2 separate regions of the Rattus norvegicus genome follow, and region 1 is linked to region 2. The links are chromatin contacts, called in public Hi-C maps. All regions are on one chromosome and are shown on one strand. The core of a region is the stretch at or near the end of the contact, and the rest is flanking DNA. Distances in the headings are between cores, read along the strand shown. Region 1 has its middle 29 kb from the start of Plpp7. Region 2 overlaps LOC134486353 (a long non-coding RNA gene).

Evidence for each region. Hi-C and Micro-C count contacts between places; a contact is called where the count stands out from the background.
Region 1: a contact with region 2 is called in a Hi-C map of psoas muscle, with 3 times the contacts expected there. The contact joins two enhancer-like sites. A contact is called at or near these places in 4 of 12 Hi-C or Micro-C datasets (frontal cortex, hepatocytes, liver and 1 more).

Annotation. Positions count from the first base shown.
Region 1 is chr3:35,807,254-35,814,990 of GRCr8, reverse strand. No RefSeq gene overlaps it. Among named protein-coding and RNA genes, the nearest start is that of Plpp7, 29 kb to the right of the region's middle. Within about 2 kb of position 1,265, at least 5 of the 93 cell types and tissues checked have an H3K27ac peak or open chromatin away from gene starts, as enhancers often do.
Region 2 is chr3:35,773,510-35,780,649 of GRCr8, reverse strand. It overlaps LOC134486353 (a long non-coding RNA gene), which reads right to left. Exons shown (of 2, transcript XR_010065158.1): 1 at 6,936-7,140; 2 at 2,565-6,181. Among named protein-coding and RNA genes, the nearest start is that of Plpp7, 5.2 kb to the left of the region's middle. Within about 2 kb of position 5,444, at least 10 of the 93 cell types and tissues checked have an H3K27ac peak or open chromatin away from gene starts, as enhancers often do.

The DNA of each region.
Region 1 (7,737 bases), core at 16-2,515, 39 kb before region 2:
CTCTGCACCCTACTGCAGTCATAGTGACACTTAGCCTTCTGTGCCTGGCTCCCCACCAGCCTGGATAACTTTGACCTTCATGGGCTTTATACCCTCTTAGATCTTTCAAGAGCCCTCCTCTACTCTTGTTTATCAGCTGTGGTCTCTCTGGCTGCCTCCTCCTGGGTCCTCCAGTCCCTCTCTCCAACACCTCCCCACAAGGTCTCAGGGCCTCTTTGCAGATAAAGACTCAGGAGTTCAGAGACCTTGTGGTTTGTCCCACATTGAGTCCAGATCCCAGGGCTTAGCTCACAAGTACCCAAATCATTCTGTCCGGTCTTTTTGAGCATCCAAAGGGAAGGGGGAGGGGACCCCTGTCTCCATTTGTAGTCTGCTTTGCTACAGAGGCTTGGATCAGAAAGGATACCTGATGGGGGCTAAAGATTGTATTCAGTTGAAAGAACTGTCCTAGCATGCAGGGAGCCCAGGCTTCCATCCCCAGCACCCAAAAAGCCAGGGCTCACCCCAAGGATGGGAGAACCAGTTTGAGCTCCAGAAAGGAGGGGGCATATTTGCTTATCCTATGATTCTAGTACTGGGGAGGAGGAGGGAGGGTTACTTTCAGCTAAATAGAGAATTGCAGGCCAGTCTGGGCTACAAAAGATCCTGTCTCAAAAAAAACAAGCAGAAAAAAAGGAAAGAGAATGAAAGGAGGAAGAGAGGGAAGGAAAAACCCAAAGAAACCAAAAACGAAAAAAGAAACAGGCATGAGTCCACGAAGATCGATCCTGCTGCAACAACAGCTTGTAAACACTAGAGGGCGCAGGAAGACGGAAACTCAGTCTAGAATGTGCTGCCTACAAGGTATGTGGAGACCCAGAGATGCGGTTACAGGGATGACAAGATGTCAGTCCCAAGACTTGCTCTTTGTGACAACTACTACATTTTGTCCTCACAGCAAACCCAGAAATGAGAAGCCCCAGTAAGATGCCCACTTTACAGCAAGAAACAAAAGTCCAACGTTATTAAGTGGGAACTTGCAGGTGGCCACAACAGAAACCAGAGGCTGGGGCTGAACGTGGCTCTGGCTTAACAGCCCAGATGTTGTCCTCTCCTCCACCGCTGTCCCGTCTTCTCTCCCAGCTCCCTTTCAGGTGGCTCTCTTAAGCCTGGAGAGCTATAAGGGACTGCTTAAGGGTGGGGAGGGAGGTCTATCCCTAAGATTCCTTGTAGAGAAGGTGGGCTCTGGGGCAGCAGGGAGTTGGGGGAGGGGAGAAATGAGGAAGCAGCCAGGAGGTGTGGGATTAGCCATGGATACAAGGAGTTCCTGTCTGGAAGTCCTTTCTGACTGGCCCCTGGCAGAGCTGGTCCCCTGGGAACCAGCCAGGGTTATTAATACACTGCTGAGTCAGGGGGCTCTTGAGTTGCAAAATCACAAGACATAGCAGGGTATGTCTTGGTAGCAGGAACACTCTTGACTCCAGTGTTTCCTCCCTCCCACCTGCACTGTCCACCTCAGGCTGAACCCTCTATGGTAAGTGGCAGCCAGTGCCCAACTTGGGGCTGTCCTCAGAGAGAGTTAAATGCTCTGGTGCTGAGCTACAAGGATTATTCTAAAAATGGCTTTGGGGAGGGCCCGCTGTGTGCCCATCTGGGAAGCCAGGGCTCCTACTAGTCAGCTCATCATCTGCCTACACAAGGCCCCAGTCACAGTCAAGTGGACTCTACTAGGAGCCCCGTGTTTAAGCTATCGAAGGCACCCATGTAGCATTAGCTTCCAGGGACCTGGTTAATCTGGGTAGGCACTGGCTGATGGGGCAAGGCACCCACATGGGGCCAGCTATGACAGTGAAGAGGCAGATGAGAGGAAGGACTGAGGGTCCAGATACCTCAGACAGAGGCTCTCGGCTCTGGCTCTGTGGCCTCTGTAACCTTTCCTGTCCCAGACTCCAGGAGCCTCCCCAGGCCTCTGCCACCTTTCTGGCATAGCTGTCGTAGGCTTGCTCATGACTTTGTAAGAACAGGCTCACTCCTTGGCCACCTGGCCATCAACATTCCAGCATCATGCTGTGAAGGCTATCTGCTGAGAGTTTTGGGGGCCACTAGATTCCATCTTGAGCATAAAACCCATACCTACTGTCTCCTCAGAATGGAGACACGGACACCTACAAGACAAAGCCATCTGCTCCTAAGGGATGAGAGATGGTTTTGAGCTCAAGCCTGAACTGATTCTGGAGCTGATACTCACATATCCATCCATTCATCATCACCATCACCACCATCACCATCATCACCACCATCACCATCATCACCATCATCACCACCATCACCATCATCATCATCATCATCACCATCACCACCATCACCATCATCATCACCATCACCACCATCACCATCATCATCACCATCACCACCATCACCATCATCACCATCACCACCATCACCATCATCACCATCACCACCACCATCACCACCACCACCATCATCACCATCACCACCATCACCATCATCACCATCACCACCATCACCATCATCACCATCACCACCACCATCACCACCACCACCGTCACCACCATCTTGATAATGGTAAAAATAGTAATAATTATTATTTCTGTAACCTAGACTGACTACAAATCCACTCTGTGGCCAAGGATGATTGAACTTCTGACCCTCTGACCTCCAGATCCTGAGAAGCTGCTTTATGAAGTGCTGGGGATAAAACAGTGTGACTAGCTCTGGCTTCCCTGATCTCTATTTGTAGGCCAGGCTGGCCTCGAACTCACAGAGATCCGCCTGCTTCTACCTCCGGTGTGCAACACCACACCAGGCTCACTGTGTAGCTCAAGATAGTCTCAAACATGAGCTCATGCTGCCTCTGCTGTCCAAGTGCTGCGATTTCAGGCCGGTACCACCAGGCCCAGCAAATCATGGGTTGCGTAACTCAGTCCTTCCCTGTGGTATCTGTAGGATTTGACCAAGGGTTAGAGGCTGCATACACCTGGCATGTTCCTCCTGGCCTCTGGGACACTCTGAGGGCCTTTCCTTCCTCCCCCTCCTCCTACACCACAAGACATAGCCTATGCTAAGCCCCCATGGGACCCAGGTCTGAGACCCTTTCTCAGCTCTGGTCCGTAGCACGGCTTCAGCTCCAAGGCCCCTGCAGAGAACCCTTATCAATGAGTCCCACACATCCCCGAGAGCCTGGGACGAGTAGCCAACCCGGATCCCAGCCCTTCATAATCCTGTTATCAGGAGACACATTCCAACCCAGGCTCTTTCTTCCTGTACAGAGTAAGATAGAGCCCGTAGTCTTCCGGGCCACGTGAGAAGGGGCACCAGGGGAAACTCGGGTTATCTCATAGGAAGCCACACTGCAGAGCTGTTTCTTCAGACAGTTTGAGAAAACACAGTTGGGGTCAGCCCTGCGGGGTCAGCCTTCAGCCCGGAATGGACTGGCTAGCTAAGGACCCCTGCTGGGGCTGGAGCAAGGAAGCTGAAAATCTGTTCCCAGGAGCCAGTGGGTGACTCCCCAGAGGTGGGGAGGCTCCCTAACACCTTTCTCTGAGGTCTGGTTTTCCCCTAAGAAAAGGGAGCACCTGGTTTGTGGGAGGGCTTCTCACCACAGCTACTGAGACAGAACAGAGAGCAGGCTGCTTCACAGAGTATAGACTGTGGCAAAGACCACATGTGTGTTTGGTAATCTATGGCAAGGGTAACCTACCACCGGTTACCTGCAGGGCTAGGGAGTGGAAGGTTTGAGACAGGATTCAGGAGACTGAACCTTCCTGGTTTGGTTGAGTCTCCATTTATCCTTTCCTTCCCTTCCCTTCCCTTCCCTTCTCTTCCCTTCCCTTCCCTTCTTTTCCCTTCCCTTCCCTTCCCTTCCCTTCCTTTTCCTTTCCTTTCCTTTCCTTTCTTTTCGACAGGGTCTCACATATGTTGTTCTGTCCTGAAACTTGCCCTGTAGACCAGGCTGGCCTCAGACTCACAGAGATCTGCCTGCCTCTGCCTCCTGAGTGCTAGGATTAAAGATGTGCCAGTACACCCAGCTTTCATTTTCTAATTTTATCCTTCCTTCCTTCCTTCCTTCCTTCCTTTCTCTCTTTCATTCTTCCTTCTGTCCTTCCTTCCTTTCTCCCCCCCCCCTCTCTGTGTGTGTGTTGTGTTTTGAAACAGTTTTTCTCTGTTCTCTGTATAGCCCTGGCTGTCCTGGAACTCGATCTGTAGACCAGGCTAGCCTCAACCTTGGAGATCCACCTGCCTCTGCCTCCCAAGTGCTGGGATTAGAGGTGTGCACCACCACTGCCTGGCTTCAATTCTCGTATTATTTAAGCTATGAACAATGGAAGTTTGTGTCTTAGGTGGCACTGTCTTAAAGGGCTTATTAGAGTCTAGGGCCTAGGCTGGATGTGGTCACACACACACATCTATAATCCCAACACTTGAGAGGCAGAGGCAGGTACCTCCGTGGGTCAGAGGTCAGCCTGGGCTACATAATAAGTTGAGTGAGTACAGCCAGGGAGACATAGACAGACAGACAGACAGACAGACAGACAGAGGACATATAGTAGGCACCTCTGAAAGCCTCTTCTATATATATACACACAAACACTTAGAGAGCTGGGTGTTTTGATGCACACCTATATATAGTCTGAGCACTTAAGAGGCCAAGGAAAAAGAGTTTGAAGCTAGCCTAAAACTACAGAGCAAGGCACTGAAACACACACACACACACACACACACACACACACACACACACCCCTTCCAAAAACCCAAATACAAAAATACAAACACACCTACTATTGCTCAGTTGGCAATCATATGCCAACCTCTTTAACTTTTTAAATTTTTTTTAATTATTTGTATGAATGTATGTATTTGTGTGAGTACATAACTCCGCCTGTCACTCCAGCTCCAGGAGATCTAGCGCCCTCTTCTGGTCTCTGGGAGCATCAAGACACAATGTACACCCACCTACTACACACTTGGCCACGGGGGAGCCTTCCAGACCCTGCACAGGCACCAAAGAACCTCGGTGATCTTCCAGCGCTCAAGTGCACAGAAGCAACAGACCAAAAGGAGACAAAGGCTTAGGTCACCCAGGCACAGAAGGCCCCTGAGACCAAGGCTCCCTGTAGTTCTGCCCGCAAGGCCTCATAGGGGAACATTCAGGGGAAAGATAGGAACAAAGACACCTGGGCCACCTAGTGTGGCAGCACACAGCCTAAGTGACAGATGCTAAGCAAGCAGGAATGGGGTTCACATGTCTAGAGTGAAATGTGGGTACGGAGGTGCTAGGGTACAACATGGAACCAGACTTCTGGAGTGTCCGGGTGGGCTGGGACGCTGGAGGCCTGGTTCCCACGGCAACCATGGTATGGAGGGATTGAAGCTGTGACACAAAGCATCAGGCAGAAGCTTAGCGTGTCCTTTCTGAAGGCAGATGCCAAAAAGGAGCTCTAAGTCAACGGGAGTCATGACCTCATGGACAGAGATTGATTTGTACATAAAGGCAAGCCTGCTGAGGTGAACTTGAAAGCCCGGAAAGGCTGCAGATACCTAAGGGACAGCTCTGACTGGGAACATGGATTGGTCAATGTGTCACCTATACTATGACACTAAGGTGCCAGGAGATAAAGCTGACAACAGGGGCTCAGGAAAGGACAGACACACATACACGTGTGTGTGTGTGTGTGTGTGTGTGTGTGTGTGTGTGCTTGAGTGTGCGTGTGTGTGAGTGTGTATATGTCTGTGTGTGTTTGTGTGTGACTGTGTGAGTTTGTGTGTGAGTGTGTATATGTCTGTGTGTTAGTGTGCATGTGTGTGTCTCTGTGTGTGTGAGTGTGTGTGTCTGTGTGTTTGAGTGTGTGAGTGTGTGTATGTCTGTGTGTTTAAGTGTGTGTGAGTGTGTCTGTGTATGTGTGTGTGTGTGTGTGAGTGTGTGTGTGTGTGTGTGTGTGTGTGTGTATGTTCATGTCTGTGGATGCTCATGTATGCCTGTAAATATGGAAACCAGAGGTCAATCCTAGGTTCACTTTTTTTCTTTTCTTTTCTTCCTCCCTCCCTTGTCCCCTCTCTTCCTTCCTTCCTTCCTTCCTTCCTTCCTTCCTTCCTTCCTGTCTGTCTTTCTTTCGAGATAGATCTCAAGGTAGCCCAGGCTGGAGTTGAACTAAGGATGCTCTTGAAGTCCTCATCTTCCTGCCATCCCTCCCGAGCGTTGGGATTATGGGTGTGCACTGCCAAGTCTGGGTTACGTGGTGCTGGGGAACCAACCCAGGGCTCTGCACTTGCTGGTGAAGTGCTCCACCCACTGAGCCTCAGCCCACGCTGGTACAGATGGAGAGCAGTAGGTAATCCGCACCAGTAGAGAGAGGGGAAGAAGCCAATCAAAGCAACTCAGAGAGGCCCAAGAGATGAGAAAAGAGGAACCAAAAGGGCAGAACCAGTACAAAATGAGTCAGAATGAGTCCAAATACACCCATAAAATATTAAATAATATAATAAATATTAATATTAAAATAAAATATTAAGTAAGTGGAAGAAGCCAGCTCAGCGCCGGGTCCCAGCATCCTCTCCAACTCAGACCTTCCTGTTCAGGCGGCAGTCATTTTACCTGCTGAGGCATCTCCGGAGGCCTCCATCTCAACTTAAAAACAAAACAACGCAAAGTAACAGAAACGACACTTGTGTCTGTCTAATGATAAATAGTTGGATAAGAAGTTTAAGGTGGGGGTTGGGGATTTAGCTCAGTGGTAGAGCGCTTGCCTAGCAAGGGCAAGGCCCTGGGTTCGGTCCCCAGCTCCGAAAAAAAGAAAAGAAAAAAAAAGTTTAAGGTGAGCAAATCAGTGGTGGCCACCCCTTTAATCCCAGCACTCTGGAGGCCAAGGCAGGCAGGTCTCTGAGTTCGGGGCCAGCCTGGTCTACAGAGTGAGTTCCAGGACAGCCAGGGCTACACAGAGAAACCCTGTCTTTTTGTTTGTTTGTTTGTTTGTTTGTTTGTTTTTTAAAGATTTATCTTGATTACTTCATGTATATGAATACACTGTAGCTGTCTTCAGACACACCAGAAGAGGGCATCAGGTCCCATTACAGATGGTTGTGAGCCACCATGTGGTTGCTGGGAATTGAACTCAGGACCTCTGGAAGAGCAGCCAGTGCTCTTAACCGCTGAGCCATCTGTCCAGCCAGAGAATCTCTGCTTGAAAAACCAAAACCAAAAAAAAAAAAAAAAAAGTTTAAGGTTCAGGTTTATATAAATTACAAAGATCTAAAAATAAATTATAAACATCTGGGGATATAAAAAGTCTAAATAAGGTTATGACAAATTATAAACAATCATAATATAAGCTGCAGGGAGTTGAAAAATACTGTGGCTTAGGTCCACATTGGAGCTCACCACTCCAAAGGACTGTAAAGTAAGATCAGCTGAACGCCTGTCAAACAACAGCCTAAGCTCCCCTGCCTTTGACTGCTCCTGACAGGGGAGCTCCAAATATAAACTTCAGGCTGGAGGGGTGGCTCAGTGGTTAAGAGCACTGACTGCTCTCCCAGAGGTCCTGAGGTCAAATCCCAGTACCCACATGGTAGCTCACAACCATCTGTAATGGGATCTGATGCCCTCTTCTGGTGTGTCTGAAGACAGCTACGGTGTACTTATATAAAATAGATAAATAAGTCTTAGAAATAATAAAGATTTTTAACTTCTGTCCCTAGTCCATATCTGTCTTGACAGAGTTCTTTCCACTCAGCTGGGAGACA
Region 2 (7,140 bases), core at 4,195-6,694:
CACCCTATCCCTCCTCTTCTAGTGTTCAGTGCAGACCAAGCATGGGGCGGGAGAGCCAGGCCACACCATAACTTCCCTCCTGGGTGTGGCAACACGGCAAGAGCTGCCTCATTCTGGACTTTAGACAATTTCTTCTGTCTGGTCTGGAGAACGAACAGTAATAGACACACTTTTGGTTGTGAATAAAGGAGTTTATTAAGTAATAACCAAGCCAAAGAAAAAGAATAAATAGTAAATTGCAGAGAAAGAGAGGGAGAGGCTTGAATGAGGTGTCCCTCAAAGTCTCAGACATCTGAGTACCTGGTGCCCAGTTAGTGGCACTGTTAAGGATGCTTAGGTGGCCTTATTGGAGTTTAAAGACTCGTGTTATCTTGAGTCCACTGTCTTTTTGTGTTTCAAGATATGAATGAGCCTTCGTCTTCCCACTGCTGCCACCAAGCCTTTGCTCTGCCATCATGGACACTGACCCCGGGGAGCTGTAAGCCCAAGCAAACTCTTCTGTAAGTTGCCTTGGTCATGGTGTTTTATCACAGTGATAAAAATGCAAGATAGATAGATAGATAGATAGATAGATAGATAGATAGATAGGCAGGCAGGCCGGCCGATGGACAGAGAGACAGATAAGCAGATAGACAGGCAGATAGATTGATGGATGAATGAATAGATAGGCAGTTAGGTAGGCAGATAGACAGATGAATGGACAGACAGATAGATAAAAAGGCAGATAGCCAGCCAGAAAGACAGATGGATAGGCAGGCAGGCAGAAGTCAGGCATGTAGGTAGGTAGCCAGCCAGATAGACAAATAGATAGGCAGATAGATAGATGGATGGATGGATGGATGGATGGATGGATGGATGGATGGATGGATGGATTGATAGGCAGATAGAGAAGTAGACAGATGACAAACATTGTCATATTAGGTGCTGAAACATCCATCCGAAATTGGCTGAGGAAGCCCCTTCGAGGCAGTCAGCCGATGTTCCTGGGAGAGTGGGTTCTGGGTAGACAAGAGTGACCCCTGGAGTGAGTGAGGCTTCCAAGTAAAAAAACAAATAACACCAGAGGTGACATCATCACTTAGGATGTCTAGTAGAAACCAGTGAGGGAAGCTAAGACAGGCAACTGGAGCTCCCCATTGAACTTCCTCTCTGTGGGTGACTTTTCTCTCCCACTGCAGGCACCTTTACATCACTGGGTAAATACTGGTAACATCTCTTGGTAATAGTTCACACTCTGCTGTTCTGAAGGACATGATTTAATTTCCGTTTGAGACAGGGTTCTCACTATGTGGACCATGCTGGTCTTGAACTAGCAGAGATCCGTCAGCCTAGCTTCCTGAGGTCAGGGATTAAATGCGCGTGCTGCCCTGCTTAGCACTGTTTCTATTCACCTGTTTTGCTGTTTCCTTCCTCTCCTGGTACAGAGTCAGGAAACCATCACCCACCACCAGACAAGGGGTTTGCAGAAAATTTTGAAACAAACATACTTTGGTCTGAAAGAGAGGGGAGGCATCCTCCTTCCAATGCCATTTTTAGGGAACTGGAACATGTGAAAATGTTCACAATGTACCAAAATAATGTACATTGCACAGGTGGGCTCTATGTCCTCAGGGAGAGTGCGAATGTGTAGCCTTCGGTCAGTATACAGAAACTGAGGCTCAGATAGGTGAAGGTATCCAGTCGGGAACTGAAACGAAGCAGACCCAGACCGCTAAGCAGTCCAGTGTGGGGACACTGGAGCCTTTGGGTTCTGATTCTTCAGTCCACGGGGTCCTGGAAATGTTTGATCAATTCTCTGCCAGGAGAGTCACCTTACCCTTCAGGGTGGGGCCATGACCTGGGTTGGCTTCAGCAGGGGATAAGGAGCCCAGGCAGCTAGGACTAATAATACCCAGGCCTGTGTCAGCACTTTATTCTGGCTGGAGAGCCCAGTTAAGTTCTGCAGAGGCCATGGGGTCCAATTTAGCTCCAGAGCCTGTCAGTGGTTAAAACAGACTGTGGAGGGGTTGGGGATTTAGCTCAGTGGTAGAGCACTTGTCTAACAAGCGCAAGGCCCTGGGTTCAGTCCCCAGCTCCGAAAAAGAAAAGAAAAGAAAAGAAAAAAACAGACTGTGGAGAGTAACTGCCTCAGGTTCAATCCCTGGCTTAGCCAATGACCATACGCAAACCTTTTTATCTGCCCAGGACTCTGAAAAGGCTCACTCAACACAAGGGGCTCTGCTCTTTACCTGTGACCAGGACCTGCTACTCCTCAGTCTTCTGGGAGATCTCTGGTTACTTCCACTCCATAAACTCTTGCCAGTACCTACCAGACCACACAATCCAATTTCTCAAGAGTTTTGGCATTCTATCAGTTATTCAGACAATGCTTTTATTGATCTCTTCTGGCCATTTAGCTGAAGAGCCAGGACACAGATCCTTGAAATGAAGAGCTAGATAAGAGACAATAAAATATCGCCAATAACTTTGGTTTGTTTGTTTTTAGAGACAGGGTTTCTCTGTGCGGCTCTGGCTGTCTTGACCAGGCTGGCCTCAAATTCACAGAGAATTCTCTGCCTCCCAAGTGCTGGGATCAAAGATGTATGCTACCACTGTCAGTCAAAAGGTCAGCCTTTACTGCAACAAACTTATTACAGATGACAGTTACAATTCCATCACTTGAAAACAAATACACTAACCAGGTGTCATCTTAAAGGGAGATCCTTGTCTTATTATTGCAGCATGGCATATCAACCAGTTATTTCTAATAATCAGACAATAAAAAACAAATGAAGGGCTGGAGAGATGGCTCAGCGGTTAAGAGCACTGGCTGCTCTTCCAGAGGTCCTGAGTTCGATTCCCAGCAACCACATGGTGGCTTACAGCCATCTGTAATGGGATCTGATGCCCTATTCTGGTTATATATATGCAGAACACTGTGTATGTAATAAATAGATCTAAAAAAATTAAAAAAAAACAAATGAAATCTGGGCTTATCATATCTATTCGTATATAAATACACATTTGAGATATGATCAGCTTTTACAGCCTTTTAGAATTTGACATCTTTTACACTTAATAAGATAGATTTGACCACTTTTCCACAACAATCAGCTTCATTCCTTCATTCTTATTTGCTTGTTTGTTTAGTGTGTGTGTGTGTGTGTGTGTGTGTGTGTGTGTTTTGTCTGCGTGTTTTTTTTTTATGTGCACCACGTATGCAGAGGCCAGAAGAGGGCATCAGGTCCCCTGGAACTGGAGATACAGGAGCTCGTGAGCAGTTACGTGTGTGCCAGAAGTCGAAGCTGGATCTTCTGGAAGCGCAGCGAGCACTCTAACCGCTGAGCACTCTCTCAGGCCCCTATTCTCTCTCAGTAAGTGTCCGACATTTTGCCACATAGAGGGGTCATCCCTTATGTCAAAACCTTTCCACCTTTCTTGCTTTTATTTAGTAGCTATTGCATTCAAAACTATCGTGGAGGGGCTGGGGATTTAGCTCAGTGGTAGAGCGCTTACCTAGGAAGCGCAAGGCCCTGGGTTCGGTCCCCAGCTCCAAAAAAAAGAACCAAAAAAAAAAAAAAAAACTATCGTGGGGTGAGCATACACATCCCTGCATTCCAGAACAGACTATAAACAGATGTAAGCAAAACAGGATATTGGCGTGCCATTCCTGCAGGCTTTGGTGGGCTAACCTAGGCTGTTGCTGTATACAAACTCCACAAGTCCCAGGCGCAGAGCTAGGACTCCTCTAGTCTCACACACTCTTGGCTCAAGAGAAGTGTTTCTGGCTACATGCCCCCTATAGCATCGATGTCTCCTGCCTGTGTGGTTTCACATGTCACATTCTGAGTCCTACTGTGTGCAAGGATCTGCAGAGAGTACAAGAGGAATATGCCACAGTCCTATCCCCACAGATGTCCTGGCTCCCCTGAGGCATCGCCTCCTGGCACGTCCCCAAGCCTTGCTTGTGGAGACCTGGGGTGGGAGCTAAGTGTGTCTGACCCAGGTACTAAGGTTCTGATCCAGGCCTTGGGTGTTGTATAGCAATGCTTTTCCTGGGGAGGTACAACACACACAAGTATTTCCCTAGACAGGGAACCCACGGCAGACCAAAGTACAGATACTACCAATCCAACTTAGTGAGCTATGAGTTTTACTGGGGCTATCTACAGGAACATGAACAAGGAATATCACAAAAGATGGCAAACTGGGGTGCCTGCAGGCAATTCAACAGATTGAAGAGTGTCCTTTCCAAGTGACTCAGTCGATCTAAATCTCTTCCAGGTAGCTGGTCTGGTCTCAGAGTCTTCTTTGCAGCCTTGCTTGTCTGAGAATCTTTGTTGTAGCTTTTATTGCTTACTCTGGCAGGGAGGTGACCTAGTGAATCTGGTTTGTTTCAGGGACTTCCTGAAGCTATTTTGAGTTGCCTGCCTGCCCCCGCTTTGCGGAATGGAATGTTTCAGTCTTGGAGGAGACTGTTGTACAACACGATCCCAGACCATGTGACTACACTACTTCTCTTTCTCTCAAGAGCAGGAGTTTCTGGCAGCTGGACCAGTTTGCTGTCTTGAATGTTTGGGATAAACCCAATGTTGATATTCACAAGCACAGTTACCAGAAGCATGTTCTGAATACTTGTTTGTATGAGTCTGGCCTTGGGTATTTCACCTGCCCCAGCCACTGCACACACGTGCACTCTGACCCAGTAGCATCGAGGAGAAAAATCAAAGCTCAGAAGCAAAGGAACTCACCACCCAGGCTCACCCCAAGTGAGCCAGCCAGTAGGGTGCCAGCCAGTAGGGTGCCCTGTGTTCTGACATTCTTCAGTTTTTTGTTTGTTTACTAAAATCTGTGTCAATTAACACCCTTGTACTACTTATTTTTTAATGTTCTCCATGCAAGGTGGCAGTCCCTGGGTGCTGCTACTGTTGCCTGTTCACACTGCCTGTTCACACGGCTAGGCAGGCTCTGGTACACAGTAGGCGGAGTTCAGAGCCTGGCTCTAAGAAATTGCACACCTGGCCGTCACAGCCCAAAGGCCAACAGGAGGCTGCTCTCAGAAGTAATGACCACAGAAGAGAAAGGGAGGTGGACCAGAGTTTGGAGGGGCGACCGCTCCTTGGCCAGTAGCACCCCACCCCACCCCACCCTCCCGCCCCCAGCACCACGGGAAGCAGCTTTCATCACCGCCTCCAGCGCTGGCGCGCGCCAGGGATCACTTTCCCGGTTCACATTTCTAAGGCTGCTGCTGGGTTATTTTGGTCGGGAAACCTGATCCTTCGCTCGGTTTATTTTAGCACCTTGGAGAACTCTCAGTGCCGCACCGGATCCGAGGCCGCGCCCATCCTGCTGTCGCCCCCCTCTGTCTTCCCCCAGAGGCTCCGCGCCTTGGGCACCGCTCACCCTGGGCTGGGGCCAGAGCGGGTGCCTTAGCCGCGGCTCCGCACACGCAGGGTGGCGTCAGCCGGGCGATAGAGGCCGTATTCCAGGGCCCTGGGAGACCGTGCACACTGACAGGCATCCGCTGCCAGAAGGCTTTATCTAGCCTTGCGGACCCAGCGCGCTGGGCGCCGACTGCGGGTGCACTTGGCACCAGACCAGCAGTGACCTCCACTCAGCCTCTGCCCACCAGCCATCCCCACAGTTCCACAGGACACACCCCACGCACACTCTCCTCCACCACAGCCACACCCACAGCTGTACTCACCGACACCCATAGCAACTCATATGGGTGCATGGCCACGAGACTAGTCCACAGACAAACACGCAGGGCCACACCGCCAGAACAAACGCAGACACACCACCAGAGGCTCACTCACACCATCACACATTAAAACACACAGGCACAGATGTGTGGGCACCGCTCCCCCAGCTCACCCCGCACCTCAAGCCTTGATGTGTGCTTCTTCCATTCCACTCCCAGCTCAAAATTAAACTGCACATCAAGACAACTGAGCCGTCCACTTCCTGATTGATGAGACTGATTCTTGTAGCCACCATGAACATCAATTCATACTTATTCATTATTTATGCTAATTCATGCTTTTGTACCTCATTCCTGGAGTTGTCCCTCACCCTTCTGCCCCATGGGGATGTATGTCCTGCTGACTGAGGAGGATCAAGTGTCCAGCCAAGGTATTCGGTGATCAGTAGCAAAAGATGATGGAGAGGCACATGGGGAGGCCCCAAGCCAATGCTGCCCCTGGGAGAACGTGGTTTGGAGCATTTGGCCGAGAGAGTGTAATAGGTTCACAGACAGATCAGACAGTGGGTTGTATGCACTTGTCTCTGCCTCCCTGCTGTCCCCTATGCCTGGCTACTGTCCCTCCATGGAGAGTCATATCACTGAGCTGGGGCCAGGGGACTTGAGGTCTAGCCTGTCTACCTTTGGGCTAATCCAGCCTTACCCAGATCCGTGCCTATCTTTCTGCTGCAAACCCCTCCAGCAGACTGGCTAGGGATTTTGGCTCCACCCACCTGTCCTTTGTGGCCATTCCAAACTTCCCCATTGGCTTTCTGTCTGGTTCTAAACAGTTGGGGCGAGAGTTCTGCTTCTCAGGGGCAACAGAATCCCAGTTCTTCAGACTTCCCTCCATAGTTTGAGGACTTCCTCTCTCTAAAAATGTCTTTCTGGACACATGAGGACCTTGCTTTTGGAGGTAGTGAGCTCTTGGCAAGTCTGCTGTGGCCCTAAATGCAGGTTGGTTTACAATACTTAGTGAGCCTTGTGACTACTATCTGTGGCAGTCACTGAACATGACCCTACACAGGGACTGCTGGTCAGATAGCTCACTCCATCTACTCACTCAGGGTTCAACTGTCACCCTTCTACCCCAGTCCCCAAACACACCAGGCACCTGTGTCATCTGTGCAGTGAGATGAAAAGGTCTAGCTTAGGGGCTATTGCCAAGACTGTGAAAATAATGTGTGCAGAAGCCCCACCTCAGTCTGCTCACCAGGGAGATGCTGTGCTGGGGCCTTGTCATGGGCCTCTCAGGGCTTGTTCAGGGCTGCGTGCTATTTTTTTTGCCTCTGACTTGTATGGCTTTGAGTAGTCATGATCTCTCTAGTCCAAGGTACCAGGGCTGTGCAGTCCTGACCTAGGTTATGGCAAAGGAGAAGGGAAGGGGACGGTGTGAGTTCAACGGTGGAGAACATTTC